3 separate regions of the Sus scrofa genome follow, and regions 2 and 3 are each linked to region 1. The links are chromatin contacts, called in public HiChIP or PLAC-seq and promoter capture Hi-C maps. All regions are on one chromosome and are shown on one strand. The core of a region is the stretch at or near the end of the contact, and the rest is flanking DNA. Distances in the headings are between cores, read along the strand shown.

What was found. Promoter capture Hi-C pulls out the DNA fragments that hold promoters and counts their contacts. HiChIP or PLAC-seq counts read pairs in DNA pulled down with a chosen protein or histone mark.
Region 2: an H3K27ac HiChIP or PLAC-seq map of skeletal muscle shows a contact between it and region 1. The contact joins the promoter of KNL1 here to the promoter of GCHFR in region 1. A contact is called at or near these places in 2 of 2 datasets of contacts at active chromatin or transcription factors (alveolar macrophages and skeletal muscle).
Region 3: a promoter capture Hi-C map of liver shows a contact between it and region 1, with 6 times the contacts expected there. The contact joins the promoter of RPUSD2 here to the promoter of GCHFR in region 1. A contact is called at or near these places in 1 of 5 promoter capture datasets (liver) and 2 of 2 datasets of contacts at active chromatin or transcription factors (alveolar macrophages and skeletal muscle).

The regions. Positions count from the first base shown.
Region 1 is chr1:130,562,092-130,565,188 of Sscrofa11.1, forward strand. GCHFR (GTP cyclohydrolase I feedback regulator) reads right to left here and starts at 1,507. Exons shown (of 3, transcript NM_001243443.1): 1 at 1,362-1,507. The coding sequence starts at 1,397.
Region 2 is chr1:130,727,341-130,730,668 of Sscrofa11.1, forward strand. KNL1 (kinetochore scaffold 1) reads right to left here and starts at 1,649. Exons shown (of 29, transcript XM_021097610.1): 1 at 1,378-1,649. TRNAS-GCU (a tRNA gene) reads left to right here and starts at 1,763; the gene lies at 1,763-1,844.
Region 3 is chr1:130,745,446-130,748,930 of Sscrofa11.1, forward strand. RPUSD2 (RNA pseudouridylate synthase domain-containing protein 2) reads right to left here and starts at 1,529. Exons shown (of 4, transcript XM_021097613.1): 1 at 894-1,529. The coding sequence starts at 1,514.

The DNA.
Region 1 (3,097 bases), core at 257-2,756:
CGAATTGTATACTTTAAATTGGTGAATTCTATGATTATATGTATTTTATGTCAATAAAACTGTTATTTGCCTGAGAATCACTGAGTTCCCAAGCTTCAGGCTTAAAGAGTGCTTCTAGAGGTTTGTCAAGAGACCCAGAAGCATACATTTTAACAACTACACAGCTGACTGGGTTTTTTGTCTGTTTGGTTTTGGGTTTGTTTTTGTTTTTTGTCTTTTTAGGGCAGCACCCAGGGTGTTTGGAGGTTCCCAGGCTAGGAGTCAAATCATAGCTTTAGCTGCCGGCCTACCCCACAGCCACAGCAACACAGGATCTGAGTGGCATCTTCTGCCTACACCACAGCTCACGGCAACATGGGATCATTTTAACCCACTGAGCAAGGCCAGGGATCAAACCTTCGTCCTCGTGGATGCTAGTCTATTCGTTTCTGCTGCCCCACAATGGGAACCCCCTAACTGGTTCTTAAAACACTGTGACACTGCCAAGACCCCTCCTGTCCAATGGTGAGCCCACCTGCTATTTCCTGCATCCCAAGGGAGCTGGGTACTCTCTGATGGACCCTCCAAGCCCTGGGGAGGGAGAGGGCAGAAGAACAAACATCCTGCTGCCCATCTGGGGGACCCAGTCATATTCAGAAACTAATAGGGGATTCCTGGAGCGGCCAGCATCTTCTTTTTTGCAGAGTAAACTGAAAAGGGGCGTGGCTTTTGATGGTGCCTGGTTTTCTTAAACCTCTAACCCCATGGGCTGTCTCTGGTTCTTCTCTTCCTTTCCTAAGGCCTCAGGGAGAGCTTTTCCTGGAAGTGCCTAAGGGTGCAGCTAGTAGCTGTGGGTGAGGTCACTTGGCACAGGTGTTTGAGCATCTTCATCCTTTCCTTTCCCAAACCTCTTTCCCTTGGGTTAGTCCCCACCCCATGCCGCGCATAGCGGTTCTGTGTAGGGCAGTGGATGCTGCACGTGTGAGACCGGAACTTCCTGGGTCCCCCCGGAGTCTCCGATCTCCTGCAGGCAGGTAGGACTGGAGCCGCAGGCGCCTGCAGCTTGCTTGGTGGCGGGGAGGACATGCACCTGGCCCCCTTCGCGGCCTTGAGGCGCCGGGCCGCAGGAGCTCGCAGAGTCCCTGGATCCCGCCTGGGTTCGATCCACAGCCTCCCTCCCCCGCGGGCCGGGGGGCGTGTCCCGGGTAGCTTCCGGGTCCAGCCTTCAGAGGGCATGGCCCTGGATAGAGGCACCAATGTGCGGTCTGCAGCGCCGTCCTGCCCCCCCCCGCCCCCCGGCTCTCTCCCTCCACCCCATGCTCCTGGCCGTGGCCCCGGCCCAACGCCAACTTCCAAGAACAGCGGACAGATAACTAACTCACCATGCGGATCTGGGTGCTGATGAGCAGGTAGGGCATGGTGGGCACGACCCGGCCGGGCTACCTCTCTGCCCTTTAGGCCAGCGCGGACTCCAGCCGCTTGTACTTGGTCTGCAACCCTCCGCCCGGAGTCCGGTTACTCTGGCTGTGGCCTCCGGCGACGCCAATCCCAGAGCGCCTAGTCCGTGACCGCCAGCGGCCGACCAATCAGGAACGTTTGCCCGTGACGCGCCCCGAAGCTCAGCGATTCGGGTCCTGCCCCCTACCCTCCTGCTACGCACTGGGACCCGCCCAGCCAGCTACCTTCTTCCTCAGATCTTCCGGAGACCAGGAGGGGGCTGTGTGTTGGGGAGGCCGCCCCTGCACCCCCGCACTGAAGGCTGGGGTAGCCCGCCGGGCTCGGCTGGCTGGGGGGCCGTGGCGCTCTGCTCGCTAGTTGACTTTGCACTCTGTTACTGCAACGCCTGCAGAGTAACAGGTTCCAAAGTCGTGCTGGTCCCTCCTACCCCCCCACCCCCCCACACCACCACCACCACCCAGTGAAATGGAGCAGGGAGCAAATAGCGACCCTACTGAGGCTTCCTAAGCTCCTGCCTATCCCACCCAGTGACGTTTCTAAAGCATTTAGCGGATCCCCACTTCCTGGCCCCAAGACTGTCTCCTGAGATTCCTTCAGTGCTTCAGCAATTGCTTTGGGTGCACTTACGCATTCCCGCCTCTGACTTTAATTCTTAGTACAGCGGCGGAAGCTTGCACTTCTGTGGCCCTGTAGGTAAATCCGTAAAGGGAACTGAGCGGTTGGCTGAGCTCCAGGCCTGAAGGGACTAAAACTAATGGAATCTGGACCTCAGTTCTCAGAGCTTCCCTCGAATCTGGAGAGACCCGGCACCATGAGCAAGAGATCACAAGGCAACATTTGGGGGAAAAAAAATTTCCTCACACAAGCCACCAAAGAGAGAGCAGCGAGTTTAACTCCCGTTTCCACCCCCTCATCTGGATGTATCAAAATCTGACAGCTCAATTTTTTTTTTTTTTTTTTTTTTTTGCTTTTTTGCCTTTTTAAGGCCGCACCTGCAGCATATGGAGATTCCCAGGCTAGGGGTCTAATCGGAGCTGTAGCCATTGGCCTACGCCAGAGCCACAGCAACGCCAAATCGGAGCTCCGTCTGCAACCCACACCACAGCTCACGGCAACGCTGGATCCTTAACCCACTGAGCAAGGCCAGAGATGGAACCACAACCTCATGATTCCTAGTCGGATTCGCTTCCGCTGCACCACGACAGGAACTCTGGACAGAGCAACATTCTTTATCTGCCTCGTTGTGATTGGTTCTCTAAAAAGCAAAGCCAAATGAAGACAGGCTGTAACCTTCCCTCCCAGGCCCCTGAAAAATCTTCATTTCACCGAAGGACACTCATAGGGCATGCTCAGAACTTTCAGCACAGTGATGGATGTGAAGAGAGGTACAAGGAAAATGGAAAATTGTAATCCTAAAGAATCCTTACTGTTTATTATCCTCTACTCTCTAACCCTATTATCTACCTCCAAGACCAACAGTTTAGCTAGAAAGAAAAGACATGTTTGTGCTCAAAAAAGGATTTGGTAAACTGACAAATGATCAATGCCCAGGACATATAGAGAATGCATGCCAATTAGAAAAAGATAAATGAGTAGAAGAAACATGGGCAAGTGACTCCAGTAGGCACTTTTCAAAAGAGAGAGTGGAAATGACCAACAA
Region 2 (3,328 bases), core at 399-2,898, 170 kb after region 1:
AACAAGGAACCCAACGCATATCTGAGGAATTCGATTGCTCCAATTCAACTGAAAACTTCAATCTTAATAACTAAAGAAAGCTCTGCTTGGAGTTCCCATCGTTGCTCAGCGGTTAACGAATTCAACTAGAAACCAAGAGGTTGGCGGTTCGATCCCTGGCCTTGCTCAGTGGGTTAAGGATCCTGCGTTGCCATGAACTGTGGTGTAGGTTGCAGACTCGGCTCGGATCCCACGTTGCTGTGGCTCTGGTGTAGGCCGGTGGCTGGTGGCTGCAGCTCCGATTCGACCCCTAGCCTGGGAACCTCCATGTGCTGCGGGAGCGGCCCAAGAAATGGCAAAAAGACCAAAAATTAAAAAAATAAAGTAAGCTCTGCTTTTGTCTTCTCTGTCCCATTTCAATAAACCTCTTTTAAATTCCAATCGGCGGCGACAGCAGATGTAAAATGGATATACACAGAATGGATAAGGTCCTAGAGTGTAGCACAGGGAAATATATTGAGTAGCCTGTAATAAACTATTATGGAAAAGAATATTAAAAAGAATGTATATATTATATATATGTGTGTATATATATATATCTGAATCACTGTAAGTAGAAATTACACAACTTTGTAAGTCAACTATACCTCAATTTCTAAAAAATGCAAATAAATCATTTATGTAAAAAAAATTCCAATCAGCAATATATTTTTGCAGAACCTTTTTCTTCACTTCTAGTATTGAGATAAACAGCAAGAAAAGGTTCTTTAATTCTGGCCTAAAAGATATTTGTGGCGAACTAACACTGGCTTTATTAGTTAATGTTGTTCCATCCGAAGGAAACCAAAATTTGCTTAGTGCTGCTGTCACTCGGCTCAGACACTATAAATAAACTACAAGCGGGGAGTTTAAATTCACCTACTGCTGTCACTTCATTTACAGCCAAGAAAAGACTGAGTACAAAATGCCAACAGCCGTGAGTTCCCTCGGGAAGAGAACTCAAGGGCGAAGAAGGGTCCCGAAGCCCTGACAGAAGATGGCGGGGCGGGGCAAGGCGCCGCGGACTAGCGACCTCGGGCGGCCCGAGGGGCCCAGGTGTAGATGGTGACTGCTAGGGAGGAGGGAGGAGGAAGGCGGCAAGACGTGCAGGCCGAGGTCAGAAAAGAAAGAGCCCAGCACCCGGGCAGAATCTTTTCTACTCAGCCGCGCGCGTTCCGAGGTAGCCTGGCTGTAGCAGCGTCCCCTACCTCCCACCCGGGGACCTTCCGACCGCACGTACAAAATCTAAGGTAACCCCTCCCCAGAAGTCCAGGACGAAACTTACCCGCTGCGGCCCAAGTGCTTGACAAAAATCCCAGACTTGTTTGGGGTCAGCACACTTCCCTAGAAGCTACTCACCGCCGCCTCAGGACATCACCTCACAACGCCCAGCAGCCTCAGCGCAGCATTCAAATCTAACCGCCTAGCTGAAGCGCATGCGCAAAGCCGCTCCACGCTTCGGCTCCGCCCCCTAGGCTCCAGAGCTTTTCTAAGACTCCTTTAATGAAACTTCCTTTCAAGCCAATTTTATTTCTTTCAGGGTTATCTCATTTTCTATCGAATCTTCCTTTGTCCTTCCCTACTGCAAATCCCGCACAGCATGGGAGCGGCCATCTTCTTTTTATTTCTTGCTGTAAAAAATTATCGGATCTTTGCTTCCGTACAAAATGGTGGCTTCCATTATATTACGTCACATCCCCCTCGTGTTACTCCCTATAGCTACCGGGAAGATTTAGGCTTCTGGGACGAGGTGGCCGAGTGGTTAAGGCGATGGACTGCTAATCCATTGTGCTCTGCACGCGTGGGTTCGAATCCCATCCTCGTCGAAAATAGCTTTTGCCTCTGAGATAAACTCAAATTTGCCTACAGAATGGAAACAGTTGAATATTCATTTCTGGTAGAATAAACTAGTCAATTTAGTACCTCCGGTTGGACTCTTTGAAAGACGGGTTTTGGAGCACTCTGACATCATAGATAAAGAAAATGGAGAGAAAGAGACTCTGGGAATTAGAGTTTAATTAAAAATGGATTTAATTTAATTTCTCATTTTCTTTTTTTTTTTTAATTCTGTTCTCTCCATCCTGAACAGCATTCTCCAGCCCCCCAACTCAATGACACCTTAGGATGCAGCCTGGGCATTACCTACTGAGGAACCCTTCCGGGCTTGGTGCCCCCATTTTTCCTCCCCAAATTTTCTGAACAATCATTTTCTGCAGTGTCTCACCTCCCTGACATACTAACAGCTCCTAGAGGGTGAGGGCATGTCTCTTTTCTCCACATCTCTACAACATAGCAAAAACTCTGCCACAAAACAGCATTTTAAAATATTTGCTGAGTAAATATATGTTTTTTAAGGGAGCAAGGAATTAGTCTGATTTTAAAAATAATAACCATGATGCTAAAAATATGTCTGGAAGAGACTAACAAGGTAGTTAGTCCCTCTTCAGTAAATGCATATCAGAGGCACCTTCTGAAAGCATGACAACTTTGCTTGACAGCCATCCTGGTGAAACTTGTAGCCTATGACTAACTAAGCAAGAGATTGTGTTTGAGGAGATGGGGGTGATCTGGATCCCCATGAAGCAGTGAGGCAGAAAGGGGCACAGGGAGAGAGCAGAAACAGAATAACCTGGGAATGACCTTACCACCTCCTATGAAGGGAGACATTTATCCAGAGGATTTTCATTTCTTGTTAATGAAGTACGCAACAGTGAGTAAAATTCTGCAATTATTCCTATTCTTGTATGTTCAATGGTCTGCTCCATATTAATTAACTCAGCCTCTGAATGAGGGACTTTGATTACTGTGGACTCTTACCCCAAGGTTTCCAATATCTGTCCTTACTATGAAATATCAGGTTTCACTTCCAAAGCTAGCAAGGGGCACTGTTCAGGATTTTCTTTCAGCCCCCAGCAGGCTGCAGGTACTTAAGAAAAGTATACAACATTAAAAAGATGTTGACAACACATGGAGACTTGGTAGTATCCAGGAGCCAGAGGCTGAAGACACAGCTGCCTTTCCAGAGGAGAAAGTTTTAATTCCTCTCTTGGATTTAAGCAGGGAGGGAAAAACAGGAAGTACAAAACGAACAGAGATTCTTCTCTTGAAAAGTCGTCAGGCATCATATTTAAAAACTTTCATTTATCCAGTACCACAATGAATTTCAGCACTTGAACTCACCATAACATTGTGATCATGATAGACATTTTTACTACCCCATTTTACAGATGAGGTCACTGAAAGATAAACTTACCCAAGGTTATAAAGCTTCTGAAATTGCAGAAAAGGCATTGTAACCCAAGTGTGTCAA
Region 3 (3,485 bases), core at 279-2,778, 180 kb after region 1:
AGAAGAAAGGATTCAAACCACTCATTCTACAAAAGAAAAAAGTGCCTTGTGAACTCCCACAACCTTGGAGAGCCACTTCTACTGACACAGGTGTCTGATATCTCTTAGCTGTGATGTAATTTTAAAGGATCAAAGCACTGGGCTAGACAATTCTAGTCTCTATTCCTCTCATTTCACAAGTTTATCACATCAGGCTGTACGATAAATGTAGAACTTGTAAGAACACAGGCATTGGGAGTTCCTGTCAAGGCTCAGCAGGTTAAGGATCTGGCATTGCTGCGAGCTGTGGCGTGGGTCAGAGGTGGCTTGGATCTGACCCCTAGCCTGGGAACTTCCATATGCCGCACCTGAAAAACAAAGACAAAACAAACAAAAAAAGAAAACAGGCATTGGAGGTGGCAGTGCTGCCTTACCTCTGTGAGGTTTACCTTAGTTTCCTCAGCTTCCTAACAGGTAAGAGGTGGCAGCATTATCCACTCCACAAGGCTGTCATTAGAATTAAATGTTAAAGTACATAAAATGCTTAACTTTGTGCCCAGCACAGAGTCAGGGAATAAAAATGATGGTCTCCGTTATTACTATTTGTACAGAGATCTACAATGCAAGGTGGAAAGTCATCTGGGCCAGTGCCACAAGGCTGCATAAAAGAAGCTATAAGAATTCCAACTCCTGGCAACACAGAAGCCCCCTTGATAGAAGGGATAAGTGGACTGAGTTCTGAAGCATACAGGCTGTCTACTTGCAAAAATGGGCACTAAAAGAGTGTTCCAAATGAAAACGAGAACGCTTCAGAATTACCCCTATTTTACCCCAATACTTATGCCCTGGTAACTGTGAAAAAAGCCTTGCCCCTTTCCTTGCCCGCTTCCGGGCAGGCCCCATCAAGACTCCACCTTGAGCACAATGCTGAGGTCCTTCACGGGCTCCTCATTGAGGTGCAGGCGGCCCGCCCTGACCGCTGCCTCGTAGTAGGCCAGGGGCTGGGCTCGGAACTCGGTGCTGAAGACGTGCAGCAAGCTGTGGCCCACCCAGCGGCCTTTGCAGTAAGTCTGAAAGTCAAAATAGTAGGGCCGCACTTTGCGCAGGCCGCCCTCGAAATAGTAGCTGGTCTCGGCAAAGTGCTCATCGCTGAAGCTAACCCCTGCCCGTCGCTTCTTCGGGGGCGGCACGACACGCTCTCCGGTTGCGCCCCGCCGCTTCTTCCGCTTGCCTGGGCCGGGGGCTACGACCGGGGCCTGCTCCTCGATCTCGGAGGCCTGCTTCGCGTCTCCCGGGGCCAGCTCCACTCCAGGGCCCGCAGGCTCCAGGCTCTCTTGCGGTTCCCTAGGTTCGCCACCCGCAACTCCGTTTTGCTGAGCCGGGGCCTCCAGCCCGCCCGCGGCCTCGGCCCGGGTCGAGAGTGTTTCCGCCATGGGGTCCCTGCGGTCACCCCAAGTCCTGGCAAAGGTGAGACGCCGGAGGTTGGAGCACACTTGCCTAAGAACCGGGAGCCACAAGCGGCCGCCCAGCCACATAACCACGTGGCCGCGGCTTCTGGGTCGCGATCTGAGGACGTCACTTGGCATCAACCAATCATTGAGGCCTCGTGCCGGGATGGGACTGAGAGGGGAGTAGGAGCGAAGGGGTGAGTTGAAAGAGTTGAGAGGCTAGGAGAATGACTCATTAAAAGTGGAGATAACGTATAGATATGCTCAAAGTCTTGCGTCTGGAAAAACTCTTGAAAGGAGTTATTTAAAACAAAATAAAATGAGGATTTCTAAACTCTGGATATACTAAGAATCACTGTGTTGTTTACTTTAAAAAGATGTGATAGTTTGTGACTTAACTCGGTAAATTTGATATATATATGTAATTAAACTCACACACCCCAGAAGCAATGTTTTTACACTTGTCGATCCCCCTAACATCATGAGAAAGATTAGAGATCTCCTAGTTGCTTCCCATATGCTCCTGTCCCGAGATTAAAACTGCAAGTGGATCAGAAGATGTATTTGTCAGAGTTCTTAAATGCAAAATACTGAAACCAAAATACTTAAATGCAAAATACTGAAACCAATAATTTTTAATTTATAAAAGAGGAAATTTATTATTATTATTTTTTTAATTTCTTAGGGTCACACCCGCGGCATATAGAGGTTCCCAGGCTAGGGGTCAATCAGAGCTATAGCTGCTGGCCTATGCCCCAGCCACGTCACGAAGATCCAAATTTAGGCTGGGACCACACCACAGATCATGGCAACGCCAGATCCTTAAACCACTGAGCAAGGCCAGGGATGGAACCTGAGGTCTCATGGATGCTAGTCGTATTCGTTAACCGCTGAGCCACAAAGGAAACTCCAAAGAGAAAATTATTGAAAGGATATTACTGCCTCATAGAATTCACAAGAGAAAATTTAAAAAGAGCAGAAAGATCAACTGTTGGTGGGATTGAAGGAAAAACTATACACCCATACATTACTGGTGGAATTGTGCATCTGTCACACTCTTCTCAGAAAGCAATATGGCGTTTAATGAAATTTAAAACCGTACACACACTCACATACTCTTTAACCTAGCTATGCCATTCATGAGAATCCGTCCCTGAGTAAGAAAAAAAAATGTAGGTAAGGGTATATATACAAAGGTGTTTACTGCAATGTTGCTTTTTAGTGACCAAAAAATGGAAGCAAAGCAATCGCCCACTAAAAGTCGAATGAATGGATACATCATTCTTCATCACAAAATTCTGTTCATAACCATTAAAAAGAATGAAATCAAGCAAGTGCGGTTGACATAGGTTTTGTGGAATGAAAATAATAACGATAATAGCAAGCACTCATATATAGTGCTATTTTAAGTGCTGTATGTATTTTAACGCAGTGAATTCTCATAATAACCCTATAAGTGCTACCATCATTTTCCAGATGAGGTCACTGAAGCCCAGAGAACCTACAGGCAAGTAAATGGCGAGAAAAATAAGAGCCAGAAATGTGTAACATGATATAGTCTTTGTAAAAAATCTATTTAAAAAATGTATATTGTGTAATTCATTTAAAAAAAAAAAAGAATTCACAAGAGAGTTGGCGAACAAACTCAGAAACAGCCAAATCAAGAGAAGCCAAGGCCTCTGAGAACCAGCCACATGACAAAAAGGTGAATTTCATGGAGTGTGAATTACATTTCAATAACTTTTTGTTTGTTTGTTTTTGGCTGTGCCTATGGCATACAAAAGTTCCTGAGACAGGGATCAAACCCAAGCCACAGCAGAGGCACAAGCCACTGCAGTGACAACGTGGGATCCTTAACCCAATGCACCATAAGGGAACTCCTAAAGTTGTTATTTAAAAAAACAAAAAAAAAAGAGGAGTTCCCGTTGTGGCTCAGTGGTTAACGAATCCAACTAGGAACCATGAGGTTGTGGGTTCAATCCCTGGCCTTGCTCAGTGGGTTAAGGATCCAGTGTTGCTGTGAGCTGTGGTGTAGGTTACAGATGCGGCTCAGATCTG